2 separate regions of the Mus musculus genome follow, and region 2 is linked to region 1. Evidence: chromatin contacts called from public HiChIP or PLAC-seq data. All regions are on one chromosome and are shown on one strand. Each heading gives the region's core, a stretch centred on a gene start, on an enhancer-like site or on the middle of the called end of the contact. The rest is flanking DNA. Distances are from core to core; before and after follow the strand shown. Region 1 overlaps Man1c1 (mannosidase, alpha, class 1C, member 1). Region 2 has its middle 28 kb from the start of Man1c1.

The links. HiChIP or PLAC-seq counts read pairs in DNA pulled down with a chosen protein or histone mark.
Region 2: an H3K27ac HiChIP or PLAC-seq map of microglia shows a contact between it and region 1, with 4 times the contacts expected there. The contact joins two enhancer-like sites. A contact is called at or near these places in 1 of 484 Hi-C or Micro-C datasets (bone marrow-derived macrophages), 1 of 115 datasets of contacts at active chromatin or transcription factors (microglia) and 2 of 9 other capture datasets (embryonic tail and liver).

Annotation. Positions count from the first base shown.
Region 1 is chr4:134,597,424-134,603,720 of GRCm38.p6, forward strand. The region is part of intron 2 of Man1c1 (mannosidase, alpha, class 1C, member 1); the gene reads right to left. Among named protein-coding and RNA genes, the nearest start is that of Gm42326, 8.4 kb to the left of the region's middle. Within about 2 kb of position 4,163, at least 71 of the 459 cell types and tissues checked have an H3K27ac peak or open chromatin away from gene starts, as enhancers often do. A contact at or near this core is called in microglia, where this site is marked.
Region 2 is chr4:134,729,053-134,735,621 of GRCm38.p6, forward strand. No RefSeq gene overlaps it. Among named protein-coding and RNA genes, the nearest start is that of Man1c1, 28 kb to the left of the region's middle. Within about 2 kb of position 1,344, at least 52 of the 459 cell types and tissues checked have an H3K27ac peak or open chromatin away from gene starts, as enhancers often do. A contact at or near this core is called in microglia, where this site is marked.

The sequences.
Region 1 (6,297 bases), core at 2,913-5,412:
TGTCTCTTGGAGCTCAACCAGGGCTCCTCATGACCAGCTGTCCGCATGACACCTCCAGACATCTGATGTGGACACCTGAGAAACCGGCTGGGTTTGTTGGTGAGGGCTGCTCTGGCTTGAGGCTCTGGCTTCTTGGCTTGGTTGGTCTCTGCCCCACCCCTCTCCCTGCACCTGGCCGGGCTGGGGTCCAGCAAGGCACTTACTGAGAACCTTTCCCTCAGCCTCAGGGTTACCCCAGAGCCCATGCTAGAAGACGGAGAAGGCCCTATCACCTGCCCAACCTTATGTGCCAGATGGGACGGTTTCCACAGGGAACAGAGTCGCCAGGAGCGAGGCCATGACCTATGTATACCTAAAGATCCCACAGGGCTCACAACAGCAGCCAGACCTTTCCTGGGGCTGCTACTACAGTGGGCTGTGGGTGAGCCTATTCTCCCAGCCCCGTTTCTGAGTTCTTTGTTTTACACAGGATAACCTAGTCAGAGCAGGAGACAATGGAACATGCTAGAAAGAACAGAGACCCAGCAAGCAGAACTGGCTCCAAATCCAGCATGACCCGGCATGACCCAGCAGCACGCCTGCTCCAAGGATCAAAGTTATCTGTGGATGAAGGGGAAGACCCTTGGGTGAAGCATTGAAGAGCCATTCTCTGGTCCCTGAGCATAACCCACCCGCCATACACTCACCTGCCCCTGCTAGATGAACACAGTGTTTGATAAACCAGTTCGCTGCTTTTTGCTCCCTGGGATTCCTTTGTCCATCTTGAAACTGTAGCCTAGCTAGGACGTAGGGAAGGGTTACGAAGTGTGGTCCTTTCTCTGTGGGAGAAGGGATGTTGTCATCTAACTGTTCTGGCCGGTTCATGGAATGAAGCCTTCAGAAACCTCCCATGGGAGATTGTAGGTCCTGCACCACAATACTGCTGGCTTCGTGGGATGGAGGGGGATAACAATGTGGGTGTGTACACAATACCCTGTCATCAGGCCCCTGCACCTGACTGTCCCTGGGCAGCCCCTCCACAATGCTTTTGGTGGTCCCGAGTATCTGCTGTGTGGGCCACCTTGACCCCTGACCTCTAAGCACCAGCTCTCAGCACTGCTTCCGTTTTCATATGTCTTGCCTTCCTAGAACTGGATCCGGTGGTGCGTCTCCCTGAATCCGGGACCCTGGCATGGCTTCCCAGTACCCGGACAATTAAGGCATGATTGCCCTTGCCTTCATGGATTTGTACAAATGATCTCCCTGTATCATGATAGGTTAGTAGCTTGCTTCCCACACAGCCTTCCCTGATTCCACCCGTGAACCTGTTCCCACTCAGGGCATGTGCACAACACTCTCTTGGGCCATTTTCCTTGTATCTTTCTCTCCAATGAATGCTCAAAGGTTAAAGAGGGTTCCTCTGTCTCTCTGTCCCTCTCACATTGAACCTTGCAGTCTTGTTTCCAAGCAGCCTAAAGGCCAGAGCTCTGCGCAAAGGCCCAGTGTCCATTCCCGGGGTCTCCTCATACATGCTCCTCTACCAACCCTTGCTCCCACCACCCTTGTGGCAGCCTGGGTCCACCTCGATGGCCCTCGGCACCTCTCTGACTCCCATAGCCTTGTGTGCATGACATTGCACCTTCTGCTGTGTTCTCTGAGAAACAATCCCTGGTGCCTCTGGCATAAAGACCCCCATTCCTGTTGGTTCACCCCCAAGCATACACACACTAAACAAACAAACAAACAAACAAACAAACAAACAAACAAATGTAATAATGAAGAAGCTGGGTTGGCACGCTTTTACAGTCCCTGTGCTGGGGAGAGCTGGGGTTAGGTTTAGCCTTTATTCTTGCTGGCAGTGGTGGTATACTGCTTTAGTTCTAGCACTCAGGAAGCAGAAGTAGGCTGATGTCTATGAGTTCAAGGCCAGCTTGATTTACACAGTTCCAGGGAAGCCAGAGCTAGAGAGTGAGGCCTTGTCTAAACACCACACACACACACACACACACACACACACACACACACCTCCCTACCCCACCCACAGACATTCTTGTGGAATAATGACAGACAGGAGGCTGCCCGGGACTCAGTGCAGAGTCAGTCTAACCTAATCAATGAACCCCAGGCCAAGGACAGACTAGGTCTCAAAACCCAAGCTGGACAACACCAAAGAGGATCAACACTCAAGACCATTCATCCTCTGGCCTCCACGGGCCTCACCGCACCTCACACAGAGCTGCCTGTTGAGAGGAGTGAGAACTTCTGGCCCCAGCACCTCCTCTCAGGGCCAGGGCCACCTTCACAGAGCTACTTGCCTGGTCTGTGTCCCCACCAGCTCTGCCGTATAATAATGATGTCTTTTATGTGATGTTATATTAACAGAGAGAAATGGGTCAGGCTGGGCAACTCCAGCTCCCGGAAGAACATTTAGAAGGAAAAAAAATGACCCAAGGCCTCGCCTATTACTGCGTCTCCCCGGAGCCACGCACTAATGGCTGTGTTTAATTTAATGATACAATCCGCAGAGACTTCTCTTGATCTGCAGTGAAACAACACGGACATCTTTTCTCGGCTGCCACAGAGAGCAGGGTGGCTGTGTGTGGCAGACTGGAATTTTTACAGATGGGGACCAAAGGCAGTGCTTGCCCGTGACAGTGAGGCTTCCTGGGGTGTGGACGCTCCTTGCTTGGCTTTACCCCAACACCTGGGCAGGACAGGTAATGACTCGGACCCACAGAATAAAGAATGTGAGGATATGTTGGTTTCTAGGCCAGCCTTAAGAAATTGGCAGCTCTCCTGCCTCTGTGAGGGACAGATGCCATATTGTCGGGGAGCCCAAGACAGCCACTAGGACTCCATGTACATTTATCCCGACTGACAGTCCCACCAGAGGTCTGGCCAACAACTGGCATGGATTCCAGACACATGAATGAAAAGCCTCCGCCTCCAACCTACGCAGCTGAGCGCCTGCGCACAAGGTGCAAAGAAGAGCCATCCATGCTGTGCCTTCTGAGAATTCCTGACCTGTCTGATCTGACGGTCTCATCAAATAACCATTGAATTCAGGAGCAACAAAGGCTCCTGGGAAGTTCTGTCACATGAGTTTCTAGGAAGATCCACTAAAGTGGTACCTGCCCCATCCCTACCCCCGCCCACACCACAAAGCATATGGCACACTGTCAAAAAAAAAAAAAAAAAAAAACCACTGTTTTGTAGGAGGAAGCCTTTCAGTTGCACAGAAAGCTTCTGTTTCCTTCCCTAAGTAGCCCAGGCTAGCCTCAAGCAACTGGTCCTCCTGCCTTGGCTTCCTGAGTGCTGGGATTCCAGCGCATACCACCCACACAGTAGCCTTTCTATTCCTACGTGGTCTGGGTTTCTTTTTTTTTTCTTTCTTTCTTGGAATGTTTATGATGCTATTTCCTGGGTCACTCGAATTGCTCTCAGAGGCTGTTTCCAGGCAAAAGCTTCTTGGAGATTCTGGGAGGAAAACCGTTATTAGGAACTATTCCCGGAATCCAGAACTCGCTAGAAGCTGAGAAACACAACACTTGCTTAGTCTGCTCTGCCCACGCCATTGGCCTATTTAAAGGCCCCGTTCCTTCTGTTCTAACTCCTGATGCATTGAGCAAAGATGCAGTCCAGGCCTTGTAGCCTCCGCAGGATACCTCTGTTACCCACTCTGCAAGGGATGCTCTGTCCCAACCACATATTGCCAGCAGAACCCTGGGTTTGCTCAGGGCATCCATTTGCACAGGTCTCTGTGCCTGGCATGCCTTTTGCTAAGGTTCCAGGTGCCGCCCACATCCTAGGAATATAAAGTCCAATGCAACAGTGTTGCAGGTGGGACCTAGGAGATAAGGAGGTCCTGCAGTCTCTGTTTACAGTGTATCTAGCCTCTGTTCAAGAATGCAGTTATCACAGGAGTTGGTTAGTTAGTTATCTCAGCCATGGGTCCTGGTCAGTGGATGAATCTGGCCCCCTCCCTCTCTGTTGCTCTTCTGCTATGGGATGACAGTAGGAGACGCCAGTTGCATGATGCTCCCAGATCCTGGCTCCGTTTTGACACCCCAGGAAATGAATGCCGGTGGAGTGTGAAACCTGATAAACACCCATGACCAGCAAGACCTCATCAGAACTGCCTCCCCCCCAACCCCCCTCTCCCGTGCTCACTTCCTGCCAGGCACTGCAGTGCCACACACTGCTCTCTGAAGCCTCGTGACAGCTCTCAAATTGTCTCAATCTCACAGATGAGGATCAAGGCTTGTCGGATTAAGTCACTTATTCAAGATTCATCCATCCATTCAGCCCCACTCTGCTCTCAGGGTGCTGGGGCCTGGCACAGGAGTTCCATGGGAAGAAAGGTGCCACGACCCATGCCTAAGCTCCTGTACGAGTGTTGGGTGACTCCTGGGTGAATGTGAACACACACTCCCTGAGCCCAGGCAGGGTCCCGGTGACACACCGAAGAAACACACTCACTATGGCTTGGTGAATCAGAGGCGAATGGGGCTTTCTTACTAGAGTGGTGGCCCTAAAATAGCTGTGTCATATAGAAGTTCCACCCCAGCACAGGTGGCAACCTCCTAAAATCTGCAGAGTTCCCTCTTCAACCAACACCCCTTTCTACTAACAGTGTCTTCTGAGACCTCATGTATAGGATTACGGGCAGCCAGAGGGCAGGGGCAGAGGTCTACAGCACAGGGGAGGAGGGTAGCTGAATGGGGCTGCGTTGGAGGGTGGTGCGCTTTGGTTAGGAAGTGCTGTGTCCATTTGATAAGAGCTTAAGGAGTACGGAGGGGAGAGGGCAAGGTGTGGCAGGAAGCAAGCACGCTCTGCATACACCGGAGGATGGGAAATCCTAGCAAGTTTGTGATGGTTCAAGTTCTCCGTGCAAGTAGAAGGCATGGAGAAAGAGGGAAAGCAGCAGCTGGAGAGGGGGTCACACCCAGGCTGCACAGGGCCATGGGGGCTATGGGAAGGGGATCTAGCTAGCTTAGGACCAGATGTGATGGACTGCTGTATAAAGAGTGGTCTGGAGTGGACCCAGAAGAGACCTTCAGCAGAGCTATGATATGAGTCTGGGGTGTGCCCAATAGTCACTCAGGGTTGTGTAAGTGTGTGCGTGTGCGTGTGCGTGTGTGTGTGTGTGTGTGTGTGTGTGCATGTGTGTGTTGGCAGGAATAACTTAAGCTTTAAGGCCTCTCACCCTCCTGCAGATCGGCATAGTTAGCAAGCTGTATCTCTATCCTGCTAGGAGAGCCTCAATCTGCCTGTAACGGGAGGGTCTCCTCATCCCAGTGCAGTTACAGACCCTGTCTGGCATACACTATGGCCACACAGGGCTATGTATTGATTACTATGCATTCCCTCTTACTCCATGGGCCAGAGCCAAGCAGCACAGATGTGTGGATCTGATAACCAGATGAATACTCATTAGACTGCAATCAGAGGGGCCCCATTTACCCCCAAGATACACACGGAGATGGCAGAAGTAGCCAGGGAGGTGGAGAGACTGGTACAGAGCTGAGTCCCTGGGGGCAGTCCTTCCAGCAACAGAGAATGGGTAGAACTCTGGAGACACCAAGGAAACTTGACTCTAGTGTTCATGTGCTGCCTCAGTTTCACTATCTGTATAAAAGGAACAATGGTACCTCTACCTGTTAAGCTGCCCTGGGGGCTAGAGAGCCCACAGAACTCGGGCTACAGCATCTGGGCTGCACTGCCATTCCTGGCTGTGGTGCTGGGGACAGAACCCAGGCCCTCACACACACTGGCAAATACTCTACCCCTAAGGGGTACCCCTGAGCCTTGACAGCACACACACACGCTTTCTGACAACTTGGCAAAGAGACTGTGGTTACAGATGAGAGACAGTGGCTTAGAGTCAGCTAAAAGTCTTAGAGTAGGGGTTGGGAGCCAGGGTTTGCCCCAGAGGACCTCCGCATCACCACTGTGCAGAGGTCCCTAGTGCAGGCGGTCAAGGATGCTTCTCTGCAGCCTGGTGTTAAGTCCTACCTGGGGCCTCAGTGCCATTCCTTGTCAGGCATTGTCTGTGTGTGAGGAACTTATCTCTCCCTGGAGGCCTGGGGACTCTCATCCCAGTACAGGGCCAGCCGGCATGTTTTGTTTGTTTTTTTTTCCTGCATGAATACCATGTAGCTGCCTTCAGGTCTGATGCCCATCCCCACCCCCGCCCCGCCCCCACACCGTTCTGGGTCCCATTATCTGCTCCAGATGCGCTCCTAGGAGGCCAAACTTCCCTGACACATGGGATCCAGGAAGGCAGAGGTCTTGCCCTGTTATTATCTCCAGAACCAT
Region 2 (6,569 bases), core at 94-2,593, 130 kb after region 1:
TGGGCTGGGCCCCTCCCCTGTCAATCAGTCATTAAGAAAATGCCCAGCAGGCTTGTCTACAGCCTGATCTATGAGAGCACTTTCCCAAACAAGGTTCCTTCCTCTCAGATGACTCTAACTTGTGTCAGGTTGGCAGAAAACTCACCAGTACAGCAGACAGATGAGGAAACTGTCAGGCAGAGTCGGACCCAGAGCCCCAAAGCAGAAAAACAGTGAGATGGGGATGAAGACCAGGCTCAAAGCCCACAGTTCTCTTGCCAGTCAGACCTTTGTTTCCAAAAATCACTTCTCCACACCCCATGCTGGAGGCTGGTGAAAAGAAGAAATCATGAGGTGGAGCGGGATAAAGATCCCATTTTGGGCCCACTGGGATCCTGGGGCCCAGGGGAGCTGAATAGGTCCAAAGACCAAGCCAACCTGCGCTAGTAAAAATTTGATCCGTGACACAGGATCAAATCCTGGTTTCCATGCACACCTGCTGTGTGATCTCAGGCAAATCACCTCACCTCTCTGAGCAAGATGCAAACCTCCATCTATGGGGGAGACGACCTCTGGCATCATTTCCTCTTGTATCTGTGAGATAAGGGGAAGCAGAGGCGAAGTGGTCTGCAAGCGCTAGTGGGGCTGCCATCACACACACACACACACACACACACACACTCCTTCTCCTCCTGGTTTGCCCTGCAGAAGCCAATCATTCATATTAATTCTGAAGTAATGTTGGGACTACTGGTTGGGATTATGGGATGGGCAGGAGAAGGGGTGTCCCTTTGCTTCTTGAATGGATAATGAGGATCAGAGGCATAGCGGAGTATTTATGCGGATGGGGTGTGGCTCAGTAGTTGAATACATGCAAAGCCCTGGGTTTCATGCCCCGCACAAGAACATTGCTAAGCCATCAGACTGGGGCAGCAGGACGCTCCTTCTAGAGCTCACTGAGAGAGCAACTGACCACCCTCCCTCTCCATTTTCAAAAGACTGGGGACAGGGATTCCTCAGAGATGTGAAACTGAAGATTTTCTGTAGCCAGACTGACTACTCTGTTGGTTCTTCTTTCTTCCATTGTTGAGAAACCTTGTTGCTGTAAAGGTCGTTGTATACCATGACTGGACAGCTCCCCGAGCTCTGCACAAAAAGGAGGACTGCCGTTTTCAGCAGGGCTTCCTCTTCTCTGCCTGACCTTATCTAGGGAGCCTGACCCCCACATCCTCTATCTGAGGAACGTTACTTGGTCTTTGGTTCAACTCCCATTCTCCTGCCCTGCAGGCCTTTGGAATGCCTCTCCATGCAAATGAGGCATTCCCATGCAAATGAGGTGTTCCCAGCTCTGCAAGCCTCAGCCAAAGTTCTTTCAGCTGACACACCCCTTCTCACTTCCCGAGGTCTCTAAGCGCCCTGGAGCTATTACGCACACAGTGTTTCACTGAATGCCTTCTAAGGGACCTCGAAGCTGGATCGACATCCTGAGGTCCTGCTGATCCACCGGTTCCGCCTTCCTCTATCCTTTCCCACCCCATGTGCAGCAGGCACCTGGACAGCCCAGGGTGAGAAGTGAGACCCAGAACCACTTTCCACCTGTCTCTACCCCTTCTCTTCCACCCTTTCAACACACTAACAGGAGACAGGAGAGGATAAAAAGGATAGAGGGGAAAGGGGGTGACGTTATCTTTAAACTACTTCCTGCTGATTAGGAGCATCAAGTTCCTTTAGGCCAGTTTGATTTTCACCCAGCAGAATATCTAATTTCTTCTTCTAGTTCCTTTGCACACAACTACTTAACTAATAGCAACCAGCCAACAGCCCACCCTGCCTCTCAGGGCCCTAGCATTTATAGACCCTCTGAAGTGTCCCCAGAATTCCAAAGGTCACACAATCTCCAAAATTGTCTGTGGCTAGCAAAACCACACCCCTCTTAGAGCACAAGGCTAACTCCTAGTCAGCTGCTGTGGACAGTCTGAAGCAGCCCCATATCCCGTATCTGTGATCAAAATGAAGACATATTCCCATATGTCTGTGTTTTTCAAAAAAATCAAGATTCTCACTAGATTTTCCCACCAGCCAATCCCAGAGGTAAAGGTATCAAGAAAACAAAATGTGGGTCTCCGAAAGACCATGCAGCAGTGAAGAGCACTTCTTTTTTTTTTCCGAGACAGGGTTTCTCTGTGTAGCCCTGGCTGTCCTGGAACTCACTCTGTAGACCAGGCTGGCCTCGAACTCAAAAGTCCACCTGCCTCTGCCTCCCAAGTGCTGGGATTAAAGGTGTATGCCACCATGCCCGGCTGAAGAGCACTTCTTGCAGAGGATCCAGGTTTGATTCCCAGCACCAAAAGGGCAGCTCACAACCATCCGTTACTCCAGTTTCCAGGCACACACATGATGAAGAGACGTATAGGCAAGCAAAAATAGTCATACACATGAAATAAAGTAAATATATCTAAAAATAGATTTTTATAGAAAAAGCAAATACATTTTCCGGGGATACTGTCTGGTATGGGAGGCTGTCCCCTCCCTTGGGCAGCCTCAGAAAAGAGAAGTGTAAGAAGAGAATAGAGAACCATTGTGGTCAAAGGACAACAGCCAGCCTGGGGCCTACCATGTGCTGAGGCTCAGCAGGGGTCACAGAAAGGTGCTGAGCTCATACAGCCTCCCAACACCCACCTAAGAGGACTCCCAGCGCCCGCCCGGGAAGCATGGGGTCTTAACAGCAGGAGCCACAGGCTGGTAGCTGCAGGTAGGAGTGGGGAGGGGGAAGCAGCTAAGGAGTAACATAGGTAAACTGTGGGGGCCAGGATACCAGAGACTCCACACATGTTCTGCAATGAGCTGTCATGCTGACCCTTGCCACAGCAGGGGTCCTGGCTAAACCAGAGAGAGGAGGATGAAGGGGGGAGACATCCACACTGATCCTGGGAGGCATTACATTAAGTGGGAGAGTTACCACAGAGAATATGGTTGCATTTCCATCACAGGCCCAGGGCAGAGGAGCACACAGAAAGCAGGATAGTGTTTAGCTGCTGAAGTGAGTGACACAGACGGAGGATGCTATGGGAGTTTCTAGTGTCTGTGGTGGGGTGAATGCAGTAGGTATCACACATGTGAAGGGGATACCAGGAGACAAAGATCAAGAGAACGGACCAGAAACAATACTTGATGTCATCATTGTGACTTTCTCCCACAGTAATGTGAGAGGCCAAACCTGGAGAAAAGATGAAGGAATGCCAAGCCAAACAGCAGACAACCTCTGTCACATTGATTTCAAACTACAGCAAACCAAAGATGAAGGAAACCATCCCTGAAGTGGCCAAAGAAAACCTGTGCAAACTACTGGGGGGGGGGGCAGTGCGGGAGGGGCACACCTTTAATCCCAGCACTGGAGAGGCAGGTAGATCTCTGAGTTGGAAGCCAGCCTGGACTACAGAGTGAGTTTCAGGACAGCCAGGGCTACACAGAGAAACCCTGTCTCAAGGTTGTCTCAAGCATTCACATTTGTGTGAATTTTTAATGTGATCAAAGAAAAGGCCCCACCAACCAAGAAGTCTGCACCTCATGAACTTGCCCTTAAATATGAAAGATGGGCTGAAGAGAGAGATGCATGATGGGTAAACTGAAGTCCCAAGTCTGAATCCTCAGAACCGATGTAATGCCATGCACAGAAGTGCACCTCTGGGACCCTGGCACCCCTATGGTGAGAGGAGAAAGCCCCAGAGTTTGCAGACCAGCTAGCCTGGGCTACACAGTGCTAAAGGACAAAAAGAATCCCAGTTTCAAACAAGGTAGGAGGAAGACTGACCTCTGACCTCCACTCTCACATCACGTCAGGTGTGCAGCCACACTCACACACACAAATGTGTGCACCATGCACACACATCACACAGGCATATGCACAAAGTGAAGAAATAAGGATTTCTGCAAAAGATAAAAATAGTGGAATTTACTGCCGGTAAACCTGCCTTGCAAGAAGACTAAAGTAAGCTGTTAAAGGAACAGAGACGGTATAGGCTAGAAATGTGTGTCTCCTTAATGTAGTGAGGATTTTGGTTTCCTTATAAAAACCCAGTTATGCTATGTGATTATGTTTTGTTCTGGTCCAGGGGTTGGGGCATGGGGCTGCTTCAGATTGTCCACAGCCGCAATGATTTATCTCATGTTCTAGAAGGGACGTGATTTTTGCCAGCTGCAGATAATTTGCATTTGGCATTCTGGGGACTCTTAAGAGGGTATAAAGTCGAGAGCCTGGGACAGCTGCTGGTCTCTGCTGTTGTGATCCCTACCACTTTTGTTATTGTTGGGTTGCTGGATAGTCTGATGAAGAAGACTCGATTTGCCCCAAAGAATTCGATATCCCTAGTCATCAGGAAGTAATCTAAAAAGACCTGTGTCCCTTTCCCCTGTCACCCTCTTTCTCTCCTACCGAGTGTTGGGGGTTCGAAGGGATTTGGGTGCAGAGGAGTGGTAGACAATGGAACCCAATAACTTAATCCAAAAAAGTGCAGCTGCAGCTTAAAGACCAGCAGAGCGGGCGGAAACGTCAGTGAGCGTGAAACTGAAGCTCATTTTCCTAGCCAGGCTTGTGAGCTCAGCCTCTGAAGAGACTGGCATGGAGCTGCAGAGCAGTGGCTCCCTGGCTAAGTGTTTGCTTCTCTTCCAGAGGACCCTGGTTCAGTTCCCAGCATCCATGTCACGGGATTCAAGGAACTCCCACCCCAGCGGATCTGATGCCCTCTTCCAGACTTTGCAGGTACCCACACTCGCATGGCATGCACATGCATGCGCACACACAAATACGTACACACAAATGAAAATAAAACAATTGGTTTTTTAATGTAAATTAGAGAGGAGAAGTATACAAAATCAAACCATGCACCCCAAATAATAAGGCCAGAAGACCAAGGAAACCCCAGTTAGTGTCTGAGGGAAGAATGAAGGCACCCTCCCTCTGGACAGATAGGGAAACTAAGACCCATGGAGGTTGATGGTGCTGGGACTAGCACCCAGAGCCCAGCTCTATGGCTCAGGCCTGTGGTGAGGCATCTGGATTTTGCTGAGCGCCCCCATCCAGCTGTGCACATCTGTCAGCCTCTGTAGGATGAGACAATAACCAGGAGCAGGGGCCAAGTACTCAAAACCTCCAAGTAGAACAACGCTGGAGCCTCCAAGGGGCGGGGCTGGAGCCTCCAAGGGGCGGGGCTGGAGCCTCCAAGGGGCGGGGCTGGAGCCTCCAAGGGGCGGGCCTGGCAACCGTTTCCTGGGGCTGAGCCTGGGCCAGCAGGGCTACCCCTAGGCACTACATTCCTTTGGTCACACCTCATCCTCCGGTGGAGGGGATGGCCCCCCTGGAGGATTACCTCAGCAAGTCCTAACTCCTCGCTCAACCTCCTTCAGGATAAACCGGTTCCTCCCAGTTCTGCCGGCCCCACCCTTCATGTCTGAACCTAGTGTGCGCCCCATGGCTTCCCTACCCTCTAACCGGGAGGAAGGAGTGCTCAGAATCCTCAGTAGCCAGTGGGAGACCTTTGTACACAGAAGCTCTGGCTATGTAAGAGGAAGCTTCCCTTAACCCTTAGGAGCCTCTAGTGAGAGGGGAGATGGCCTCAGGTTCAGGGACTGACAGTCTGATGGAGGAGACCTTTGCCACCATCAGGAGGCTCTGTGAGCATGCCCAGATGTGGGTTGAGTGCGCACAGCGGCCCCAAGTTTACCGCAGTGGGCTCCAGTACCTCAATTGTGGGCGGTAGCCAGCATCCTCACACTACCACCACACCCTGAGGCAACAGGAAACACATATTCCTGCCACACCCGTGCTTCTAGTGAGAAACTGGCCTGCTGTGGCTTCCACTGTCTCCATAGGGGTCCCCTCTTGCGCTGAAACCCATGCCAAGCAGGCCCACAGTGCTTGATACCGGGCAGGCTCAGCCTGCCTCTGCCGGGCCCTGAAGTTGGTAAGGCTCCAGAAGCCTGGCTTGCAAGGACTCACGGTTACAACATTGTCCTGTTGTCACCATGCCCACCAAGCCTGGAGATAATAACAGACAAAAACACAGAGCCCTTCTCTGATCTACCACAGTGGGGAAGCCAGTAACAGCTCTTGGAATTTTGTTTTGTTTTGTATTTTCGAGACAGGGTTTCTCTGTGTAGCCCTGGCTCTCCTGGGACTCCCTCTGTAGACCAGGCTGGCCTTGAACTCAGAAATCTGCCTGCCTCTGCCTCCCAAGTGCTGGGATTAAAGGTGTGTGCCACCACTGCCAGGCTCAGCTCTTGGAATTTAAGCAGAGACCACCTCTGTGGAAATGATAACACCCGGTTTGCTGGGTTTCTAACTCTTACTATTCAGTCCCCTTTCTTAGCTGGTGAGCAGGAAGGCAGGTCTGTCTTAAGTGGGAACCTGACATTGGTCCCAGCTGGCCAGCTGTGGAAGCACACCTGTCCCTACCTCAGTTTCTCAGGCACCTCCTTCATGTCAGGGACACACAAGTGTCACACAGGGCACAGCTGAAACGACTTGTTGGTGAGCAGTAGCAGTGCCGGGCTGCCCAGCGAGCACCCCTATCCCTTACGGCCACGGTTTCCCA